Linked DNA regions of Rattus norvegicus: region 1 is linked to region 2. Evidence: chromatin contacts called from public Hi-C data. All regions are on one chromosome and are shown on one strand. The core of a region is the stretch at or near the end of the contact, and the rest is flanking DNA. Distances in the headings are between cores, read along the strand shown.

What was found. A called contact is a pair of places that touch in the nucleus more often than the background predicts.
Region 1: a Hi-C map of psoas muscle shows a contact between it and region 2, with 2.5 times the contacts expected there. The contact joins two enhancer-like sites. A contact is called at or near these places in 4 of 12 Hi-C or Micro-C datasets (the Rat2 cell line, Schwann cells, frontal cortex and 1 more).

The regions. Positions count from the first base shown.
Region 1 is chr2:138,380,482-138,385,636 of GRCr8, forward strand. No RefSeq gene overlaps it. Among named protein-coding and RNA genes, the nearest start is that of Foxo1, 80 kb to the right of the region's middle. Within about 2 kb of position 1,365, at least 35 of the 93 cell types and tissues checked have an H3K27ac peak or open chromatin away from gene starts, as enhancers often do. A contact at or near this core is called in Schwann cells, where this site is marked.
Region 2 is chr2:138,186,206-138,191,860 of GRCr8, forward strand. All of the region lies in intron 1 of Maml3 (mastermind-like transcriptional coactivator 3), which reads right to left. Among named protein-coding and RNA genes, the nearest start is that of Maml3, 100 kb to the right of the region's middle. Within about 2 kb of position 4,201, at least 61 of the 93 cell types and tissues checked have an H3K27ac peak or open chromatin away from gene starts, as enhancers often do. A contact at or near this core is called in Schwann cells, where this site is marked.

The DNA of each region.
Region 1 (5,155 bases), core at 115-2,614, 190 kb after region 2:
TCCTCTGGGGGAAATGTGGTCTCACAGGATTGCTGCTCTTTTCCCGGAAGGGACATACATGACCTTTCTGACTCAGATGAGCGTAGAGAAGCCTGCTGTCAGCCTGCTGTTGCTCCATCCACCTCCGGCAGATCTGTGGATAGCTCAGCGAACCTCCATTATCGTCCGTAAGGTAGTCCAATTCAAACTGTGAAATTTAAATATAGTGTATGCTGGGCAGCTTCTAAGATTTATCTCTGCAAATCTTCACCAGGAATCTGAAGGAGGCTCCATGGCCGCTACTGAAACTTGAGGTGTGTGTGTGTGTGTGTGTGTGTGTGTGTGTGTGTGTGTGATGACTCACATGGCCTCCCAGCTACTAAATGGGGGAGCCAGGACTCCAACTGAGCAAGCCTGACTCCAAAGTTAATGGTATACATGGGTCTAAGAGAGACCCAACAGCAACTGGTTATAAATCACAAGAGGTTGAATTCCAAAGAGAGGAGGGAGGCCTCACACAGCTTTGGCAAAGCCAAAGATGGGAGCTCAGACATCCTAACGGCCATTTCTTTGCACATCCAGTTGGGCCCCTTCATCTTCTAGCTTGGTGATAGCGATGACAGGTCTGTCCTAAGGGTTACAGACAGTAGGTTGTTTATGCTGTCTGGCCCCCTAAATTAAACACCGTTTTAAAAGAAATCTCGTCTCAGGAGACAGCCTGTGACTGTCAGCTCATGAGGTGAAGGGCTGGGGAGTGGGGTGGGGAGTGTGGGGGGGTATTAGTAAATTCAAGGTCGCAAAGCCCCCCCACCTGCCTATGCACCTTAACACCAGGTTCTCCCACAGAGGTTGGAGGCCAAGTAAGGCATGGAGTGTTCATCTTGACTCCAGATGCCAGCTCAGGCCAGCGACAAGGAAGAGATGAGGTCCGCAGTGACCAGGGTGGGGGTGGGGGGACGCGCGGATGTGGAGGACAGGTGTCTACTTGGGAGCCTCCCTGCTGCTCAGCGGCAGGTCTCCAAGCCCTGTGGGAGGCCGGGGTCAGAGGTGTCTGGGACTCCCACACTCGGGTCGCGGTTCTCCTATGGCGGGAGCCGGGGATGCAGCAGCTCCGCCCGGGGACAGAAACCAGAGGGAGGGCACCCTGCCCCAGGCCCCAGAGGCTTTGTGTGTTTGGAGCTAGAGCCCGCACTTCCCTTCCCCTCCTCCTTCCCGCTCTCTTTCTCCCGGACCTAAGTCCCAGTGGTGGTTCCAGCAATTAGCACGCGAGGAGGGGGGCGGCAGGGGGCGGGGGTGGCGGCGGCTGCGGGAGGCGAACCCCCCCCCCATCCTTGCCACCGGCCGCGCTTCCGCCAGCGCTGCCTTCGTGCGCCACCTACAGGACATCCAGGAGCACTGCCGCGTCTGCCTGAGCTGTTCCTAGGCAGATCTTGATCTTCCGTGGACAATAGACAATGGGATTTTTTTTTTCCTGAACAATGATTTATTTTAGGGGGTGGGGACAAGGAGGAAGGAGGGAGGAAGGGAAGGAGCACTGTGTTTGTCATCGCTTTAGAAAAGGGAAAAAAAATCTCTGTTCTGTCATTGTTTCTGCATATCCATTATATGGAGGACAAAAGAATCAGGTCCTGGAACAACAAAGCCAAAGGAAATGTTTTCCGTGGCTGACATTTAATTGTGAGCACAAGGTGCTGCATTATCATGGGAAGAGACTGCAGAATGAAGTAGGGGCATAGGCTGGCTTCAAAAGCCTGGGTTCTTTGCTTTAACGTGTCCCATTTTGTATGGCCTCAGAGAGCCCCACTCGGATGGCACGTTACACACAATTCCACAATTCTATAGTTTTTCAACCCTCCACAGGGATTCCTTGTGGATCATTTCACAGCTCCTCCAGAGTCTGCTCTTTTGCAGCTAGCAGGGACAGTCAGCTTTTCTTCACAGCCTTCATAAGAATCCTTAATAAAAGAATCTACACACACACACACACACACACACACACACACACACACACACACACCCGCTGCCCCACTAGAGTTGTTGGAGACGACTCTGAGAACTTAGCTCCAGTCTGTCATTTTAGAGATGAGAGAGGTGAAGTGCTTATCCAAAGTCACGCAAGTAATTAGAGATAAAAGGCAGGACCAGGTCTGCTTAAGGTAGGACCAATCTGCTTTGCTCACCCCTGCCTTTTGCTGTTTTGATGCCCAGCAACCCCTGACCTGACCAGCTCACAGTCATGGTCTCCTCCTTTCTGGCAGCCATTGAGCTTCCTTGCAGGAAGATGGGCGATAAGGGAAGGGTTGGGACCAAAGGGCTTCCTAGCTCGCTGGCAGTCCCCTCCATTTATTTCTCCTTTACACAATGAAGGGGGCAGCATTGTTTGGTTCTTCATTTTTTTTTGTTATGATAATATGTAAAACTGGCTATAGCAATCCATAACTCCCCAGAAACTATTTCTCTTGTGATAGAGGATTTGAACTCCTGTGATTAAGAACAAGGAATGGCTTCCGTGCTTGGGATTCTGTTTGGTGGTCTTCTGATAAAAGGGGATAAGTGGCTCCCCCAAAAGCTTCAGTAATGCAAATTTCTTTACAAGACCCTGTAGTAGTAGTAGTAGTAGTAGTAGTAGTAGTAATAATAAAAATCTTAGGGGAGATGCACACAGTTGGTCATGTGCTAAGAAACAGAGACATTTTTCTTGTACCACCTTGCAAGAACATCCCACAACAGCTACCGTTGCCTTCAAAGTCTTCCTGTGTCACACTGAGCACAGAAGAGTTTCAGTCGTAAATGAGCAACTCAGTACACGTCTCTGCACATCCAAAATAAGCCAGCCTCGAAAGCAGCCGGTGTGCTTTATAGATTGTTCAGCCTGTTTAACGCAAACAGACCCACCTCGCAGTCCGCAGACAACTAGTCAACAAGCAGGAAAAATTTCCAAACAAAAGACCAGAACATTCCCGAACTCTTTTTAAACTGTCTTCCAAGAGCCGGGGAAGAAAACACCAGGTTGGCAGGCAGTGCCTGAACCTTTCAGTTGGGCTTTCGAACTTTAAGAACATTGGTTTATGCAGGGACCATGTGACAGGGTAACAGGGAGCCTAGATCTCTAAATCTTGTTTTCCTTTGTGTCATCCTCCGTCCACCCCCTCCCAGCTGGTGATTCACCCTGTCTCTGCAGAGACATCCACAGTTCGGTGATGGTCTATGTGGCAACTTCATGCTGTGCCTTAAGGATTCTGTGCAAATCGAGTGTGATCAACTGAGGTAACAGAGGTTGAAAGATCTGTGAGTTGTTCCTTAGATGTGGGACACTATTCCATAGGCTCGAGAGTCTGAAACATGAATATTATTCACTGAAACACTGCCCTAAGAATTAGAAAAAGAAATTGGGCCCTTTTTTTTTCAGGTAGGCGCATAAGGTTCCGCATGGGGGATGGGGCAGATGTCAGTCACAGAGCCTCCAAGCCTCATCCTAGAGAGTGCTTCCCTCTCATGTTGCAGTCTGGTAAATGCTAGAATCTTGGTGACTCACTGCTTCCCCATGTCCTTATTTGGTAGCATGCAAATGAAAAAAAAAAAGATCGTTTCAGATTTAGATTTCCTCAAATCGTGGTGTGAGCAGCTATTTTTACTTTTGCTTCAATCACCATTCTCAGTAGTAGAAAGTGTATTTAGAGTTGTAAAAACTGCTTTTTTTTTTCATTTGCAGGCTAAATTTAAATATGGAATTCAGCAACCAAAGAACTCTCTTGGTCAGATCCAGCAGTCATGATCAGGAAGTCCAGTTCTTCTGGCATATGGCTGTCTTCTTCATGCAGTTCTGATTTCCTACGACTTTTACAAGTCCGTGTTTGTAGTAGGTCTCCACAGCACCTCCACTTGGCGTGCCTTACCTTGCCCACAGATGTACTAGACTCAATTCCCTTCACATCTGTATGGACTAGCTGCAGTTCCAGGGACATGACACTCATTTTGCTGAGAGTGAAGCCTAACCAAAGCAGCTGCTCTCGACATCATATCTTGCATGGATACATCCTTGTCTGATGCCAGAAAAGGATGGTACCCATCCAGAACCAACATGCATCCTTCCACATAGGTCAGAGCTGGGCTTTTCCTACTTTCCAAGGGCAGCTATGTGGCAGGAGTTCTGGACCTGTTTCTTGACTGGCACCTGCACAGTGGGCTGACTGGGCACCCTGGGTGGGGAAACCTTTCTGTGAATTGGCTTTCAGAAGCACGTGTGGATGACAACCCTTCAGGGACAGCCAGTCCAGATTGTATTTTCAGTCCCATCTTAGTCCCATTTTGTCTCTTCCTGTTTGATAAAGCCGCCTGTGGCTCCTAGGGTCCAGGCTGGAGGTGCTAACTTCCTGTCTGTGAGACTCTGTGCGGACCGGCTGATGAGCCCTAGCTGGTTCCCCTTAGACCATCTTGGCTGCTCTCTCAGATTCCGGGCTTTGTAGTGGAGCAGATGACTCAGCCATGACCATGATGTCAGACGCTACTGAAAGGTGGAAGGGAGGTCTGCTTCTAACCCCGCCCTGAGAACGATCACCAGAGTCAGGCAATCAAGTGGATGGGGCAGCTGCGGCACCTTAGGCAACTAGGTGTGTCCTCTGCCTAAAATCCTCCACCCTGTGAGCATTCCACACTGGGGCTTGCTCCGTGCTATCTAAGGATCTGGGCATGTCGCTACTCGCTCCTCCTCCATCACTTCCCAGCTGAACTCAACTGTGGGCTTCTGCCCCTATCAACTCTCGCAAAGTGGGGACCACCCAGTGGGAATACAAGACAATAGTGTCACCTTCCACACATCTATGACGTTTTCCTCCTCAATATCTACAAGTAGCAGAGTATGGCAGGTAGGAAATTAGCGCCTCCAGCCTAGACCCCAGGAGCCACAGGTGGCTTTATCAAACGGGCAGTGTTCTAATGGCCACTGAGGGAAGACAGTTTATCTTTCTGTCTTACATCTCGAAGGCCTCTTTGCTCCTCTTTTCATCACCTGCATAAATTGTGCTTAGCCCAGTACCAAGGTTAAGTTAGGGAGATTTCTGTCAATACGGATGCTCTTGCTGGGATGGCGACAGTGGCCACGTCTGAAGCTTAGCCGATTTATCTTCGATTTGTTTGCACCACGGTCCCTCTGGAAGGCCAGGAAAGGATTTTCACT
Region 2 (5,655 bases), core at 2,951-5,450:
GGGTCACAGCCCACAGGTTGAGAACATGGAAACAGGAATTCTGTAGATCTCCACGCATCCAAACTCAATATTAAACATAAGTTTCCTCCAACATGCGTGAGCATGATGTGGGAGTTGCAGGTTTCACTGTGTATTTCCGGCCATCTTCCAGGCTGCTATAGGCTTGGAATAGAGCTGCACCTTCTGGGCCTTGTGTGGTTAGCTGGAATCATGGGGCTCTTTCTGACAAGAACTGTGAGTAGAAAAACAGGTGTTCTTCCTAGAACATTCCATTACTCAGCTTAGACCCCCTCCACGCGCTCTCTCTTTTCTTACAAACACCAGTGTAAGACAGTAGCTGGTTTAGTCAGGTCCCAAGGTCCCCAGGTGACCATGATAAGCGGGGTCTTTATTTCCCCATGAGGTCATATCCTGGCAACTACAAACAAGAGGACAATGGTTGTTGAAACCCCTACATTATTTCTTACTATATGTCCTTGCTTCTCCTGCCTGGCCAGTTCAGCAGCATTTAAATGTGCTTCTCCGTGATCTGCTGATCTAGTCTGAAAGGTTCACAGGATATCTTCTCTATTCATATAGTTTGAGATGTGGCAGATGAGAGGCAAAAGTTTTCAGGTTTCCTGGCTTTATTATGCAATGAACCAACAGGTATTTCTTCCTTGCCAATGGGGGAGGGAGCCATTCTCAAAACACTGTTTTAAAGAAGTTTGTGGCTCTGCTGGTAGCAGTCTGGAGAGATCATGCAACCCTTAAGAGTTGTTTAAGAGCAGGGACCGAGCGAGAGTTGTTTATGTGACCAGGGCTACTGCCCTTGGGAATGACCCATAACATTCTCATGGGACCCCGACTAGTTCTAGTGAGAGTGAGATGCTATAGAGCAAGCTTGACCCTGAGGCTTTCTGGATTTAGTTTGTTTGCTTGCTTTTTTGAAAAGGAGACTTGCAAAGTTGCCCAGGCTGGCCTTGGACTCACTCTACAATAACCCAAGCAAGCCTTAATCTTGCCACCGTCTATCCTTGGTCTTCCAAACAGCTAGGATTACAGGCCTGTGTCCTGCAACTTCTTGTTTTGGTATATGGCCCTTTCCCCAAGCTCTCACTAGAAAGGGTCGGAAGATTTGGTCATACACCAGAACCCACAGAAAGCATCATATAATTTATCTGGCTTAGAAGACACTCTTTAGAACAGCCTGACTTGGAACTCACAGAGATCCACTGGCATCTGCCTACCCAGTACTAGAATTAAAGGTGTATGATACCACACCAGGCTGTAAACTTTAAACAACAAAAAAAATGTTTAGACTTCTTTTATGTGCATGGGTGTTTAGCACATGTATATGTATGTATACTATGTGTGTGCCTGGGGCCTTTGGAGATCAGAAGTGGGGAATGGACTCACTGTAGCTATAGATGGTTATAAGCTACCATGTGGGTACTGGAACCAAACACAGGTCCTCTACAAAAACAAGTGCTTTTGAGCACTGAGCCATCACTTAAGCCCCTGTAACTTTATTTTAATTAATTATTTAGCCTTGAGTATTTTGTTATGGCAATGGAAAAATGAACAAATGAGGAAATGTGACAGGAGACAGAAAGGACAAAACTCTGTCCCTGAACAACTTAAAATGGGGGAGATATGTAGTTTCCAATTTTCCACAAAGGAGGAATTGAGAGCTAGCAAATGGCCTACATGGATAGGAGCCTGGGCAGGGGTCAGTCTAAAGCTGCTTGAACAGCAAGCTCATTGCATGCCATTATGCACTTATCTGAAGTGGTGGTTCAGGGATGCCAAAGGGGAGCCTGGGATAGCATCTAGAGATAGGCTCTGTCTCTATACAGAGACCAACATCAGGCTTCTGATGGTAGGGCCAAGAGTATAAAGGCTCAACTCAGAAGAGAAGACAGAAAGTTCTAAATGGGGGGGGGGGTGGCCTTTAGTCCTTCAGGGGGCTGGAAGATGAGGTCCCCATGGAAGAGACAGAGGGAATGCTCGCCGAGGAAGTGAGGTGTGTTTTTGACGCCACAATTTCCACTAGAAAAGAGTCAGTGTGGAAGGAAGGCACAGCTGACAAAGCAGGGCGTGTGGCAGACACGCAGAAGAGTCCTGCAGAAACATCACACCCAGCACCTGCAAAGGCTGTTAGAGTCGCAAGTGTGAATCTGAAAGAAGAACACCTAGGGACTTAGAGGGATGGCCTTTGGCCAGCTGAGTGAGGAGGTGGGTGTGAAGCCAGGGTTTGAAGGAGAAAATTCTCAACCAGGAAGGAGAGAAGAAACAGAGCAGGTCCTGGCAGGTTTCCTTGGCTGGAGCATGGCGCCTCTATCTCAGTAATGAAGTCAGGGCCTGGCTTCCAACTCTGCTCTGGACAAGGGGTGGGGGTTGAGGCTTGGGGCTTGGGGTTGGAGACGAAAAATATTAAAGCTGAGCTTGAGTTTGCTGAAGGAAGAGTGGAGTGCATAGAACTCTCTGGTCAGTCCTCCCCCCCCTCTCCTCCTCTCCCTCCTCCTCCTCCTTCTCCCCCTCTCCCTCCTCCTCCCCCTCTTCCTCTTCCTCCTCTTCCTCCTCCTCCCCCTCTTCCTCTTCCTCCTCTTCCCCCTCTTCCTCCTCCTCCCCCTCTTCCTCTTCCTCCTCTTCCTCTTCCTCCCCCTCTTCCTCCTCCTTCCCCTCTTCCTCTTCCTCCTCCCCCTCTTCCTCCTCCTCTTCTTCTTTTTTGCCCATTTTAGGGGTTTTACTTTGTCATTGCTAAAACAGACCCAGTAGATGACAAAGGTGTTTCAGGAACCTGACATTCCATAATGTGTAAACTCCTCTGGTCTAACCCAGAAGAAACCAGAAGCAGGTCGAACAAGAGTGGTTAGGAATCTTGTCTAAATGCTGCAAAGGCAGCAGGCAGCACTGGCTACCTTTGCTCTTCAAGACTAAAAGGGAAACATTCCGGTTCCTCAACCTTTGTAAACATTTCCCAGTGTGATCCCTCCGGCTTAATCTAGCTTTAGCTGTGTTTCCTCCTATGAAAGCCATTTAGCTTCGGTTCAAACAAAAAGACAAAAATTTATGTAGAGGATGGGAAAGGCAGATGGGGAGGGAGAAGGATCTTTTATTCTGCAGGATCCCGAGTGAGGAATAGAATAGATTTCATCCTTTTGCCAGGACACCCAAATGGCAAATCCAGGAAGAGGGTAGAAGAAACACCTAACACAGTCTGCTAAAGGCCAGGGGCCACTTCAAGTTATCAACCCCTACTCCGGCTGCGAAAGCCTCTCACCTTCATCACCAAAGAGAGCATTCTCCATGAAATCTGTGCTGTCCTAAGGTCAGATCTGCAAAGCTATAATTATCCAGGTAGCTCGGGTCTGATGTTTCTCAAAATATCCAGGTAATTATAGGAGAAAGGTCATTTCCTCTATATAATCTCAAACCTACCACTGGCTGTCTACACTGGCAGTTTGCCAGTCAAGATCGCCTGTCATTTCACTTTGTTCTTGACTAGAATGTGCCAAGGACTAGGAATCCTAATGGAGGAGTTTTAAAACTGACTTTTATACGGATACTTCTTCCTTCATTCTGCCCCCCTCCCCCCGCCCCCAATGTGCTGATGGTATCCTCACAAGATGTAAAAACACCCTCTGCTAATTTTTAACATTCAAATGAATTGCATTCTGGGAAGAAGATATTGTGAAACGGAAAGGAAAGGAGAGGGGTGAAGAGGAGGAAGAAGGAACAGAGCGGCCTCAAGGCCTCCAAAACTGAGGACCTTAACTGCTTGACCCTGTTCCTGTTCCGAGTGAGAAAAAGCACAGGTCTTGCAGGTCAACAACCTGCTTTTTCCAAGTATGGACTTCGACAGCAGGGGTAGTTTGGGGACAGGAGGAAGCACATCTGCATGGAGAAGCCACTGTTCTTTTGCTTCACAAAGGAAAAAAAATGGCATTTATCCCAAGTACGACAGAGCGTGGTTGGATTCGCCTCCCCCATCCTTTCTTCCCTCTTCCTCCTCCCATCACCCTCGCCACCGCCCCTTCCTGTCGGAAGAGAAAAGGTGGGAGGGGGAGGAGGACCCACCGGTCACAGGCGGCGCGGTGGGATTCTCTTTCTCTGGCTTTTACCATCCAATGGGGGTCAAGACGCTATTGGTTCAGCTTCATGTGCGAGCGGGTGCCTCTCGCTTAGCAACAGCGAGCAGCGGCGGAGGCAGGAAGCAACGCCACCTGGCCCAGGGAGTGTGTGCTGCTTTAAAAGGGAGACAGAAGGGGAGAAGAAAGAGCAATCTAGCTTAACATATTGTACTCTCAAGAACGAGGCTTCATCAGGCTGATAAAGACAGCCAGCCAGGCAAAACCCGGACACGAGCTCCGTCCCTTGAGCGTGTCTGTATCACCCGAGGTGGTCTACACATAGTTTTTGTTTTAAAGGACAATCTACTGTACGACCAGGGAGGTGGATGGGAAGATGGTTATCTGGGAGGTGGGGGTGGTTCTACTCTCAGTGAGTTCAGTCAGTCTTACTTGTTCTCATATTAGGGTATTACTAGAAAAGACAAAGTAAAATTGGGTGTGCTTGAAAAAGCAATTGGATAGGTGGTAATCATGACTTCATTTTTTTTAAATTAGTCAACACAGTGCTAAATTCCATCGTAGTGGTCGACAATTAGCCTTTTGGAGTAGAAAATGGCAAAAGAGAAAGACAATCCTGTAAAATGTGGGGGGTGTGTGTGTGTGTGTGTCTGTCTGTCTGTCTGTCTGTCTGTCTGTCTGTCTGTCTGTGAGACCTGGGGTGTATCTGTAAGAGATATGTGGTGGTGGTGGTGGTTGTGTGTGTGTGTGTGTGTCTGTCTGTCTGTCTGTCTGTCTGTCTGTCTGTCTGTGAGGCCTGGGATGTACTTGTAAGAGATATGTGGTGGTAGTGGTGGTAGTGTGTGTGTGTGTGTGTGTGTGTGTGTGTGTGTGAGTGAGAGAGAGAGAGAGAGAGAGAGGAGAGAGAGAGAGAGAGAGAGAGAGAGAGAGAGAGAGAGAGAGAGAGAGACCTGGGGTGTCTGTGTAAAAGATGTGTGTAGGTGTGTATGTGATGTGGTGTGTGGGAGAGGGAGATTTGGGTTTTTCCCTTTGCTGCTTTTGTGATCCAAGGGGCATTCCGCAGAGACTGGGATGAGCTCTGAAGCTCTCCCCTGCCTGAGTGTGGCAGACTTCGTGCCAGTGACAATAAGGAAAAGCATCCAGCTAGTTCATATCCCTTCAAGGTGCGTAACTCCTCCCTTCCCCTTGTTCTAGGCCTCCCAACCATGCTTTTATAAAGACCCCTAACTTCTGTATCCACTAAACCCCAATCCATCCCATAACATCCAAGAGCCGGTCTTAGACTCCAAACCACAGATGACAAAGTTCCTCCCTTTATTTCTCAGAGGAAAATTAGTCAACAGGGATCTTTCCCTGGTGTCAACTGGTGCCCTGAGACAAAGACCAATACTGTAGAGGACACAGATGGGCTACACCCCCAGCACTGTCTACACCAGACCCAGTTAACCCCTTCTGTGCTGAGTTGGAGAAGCCACTGACTATAGTGACACCTACTGCTCAAGAACAGTTGTACATCCTTCTTCTCCAACCACATTCATGAAGCAGCCATTCGCCCCACTCCTGGGCACAACAGCACACTCCT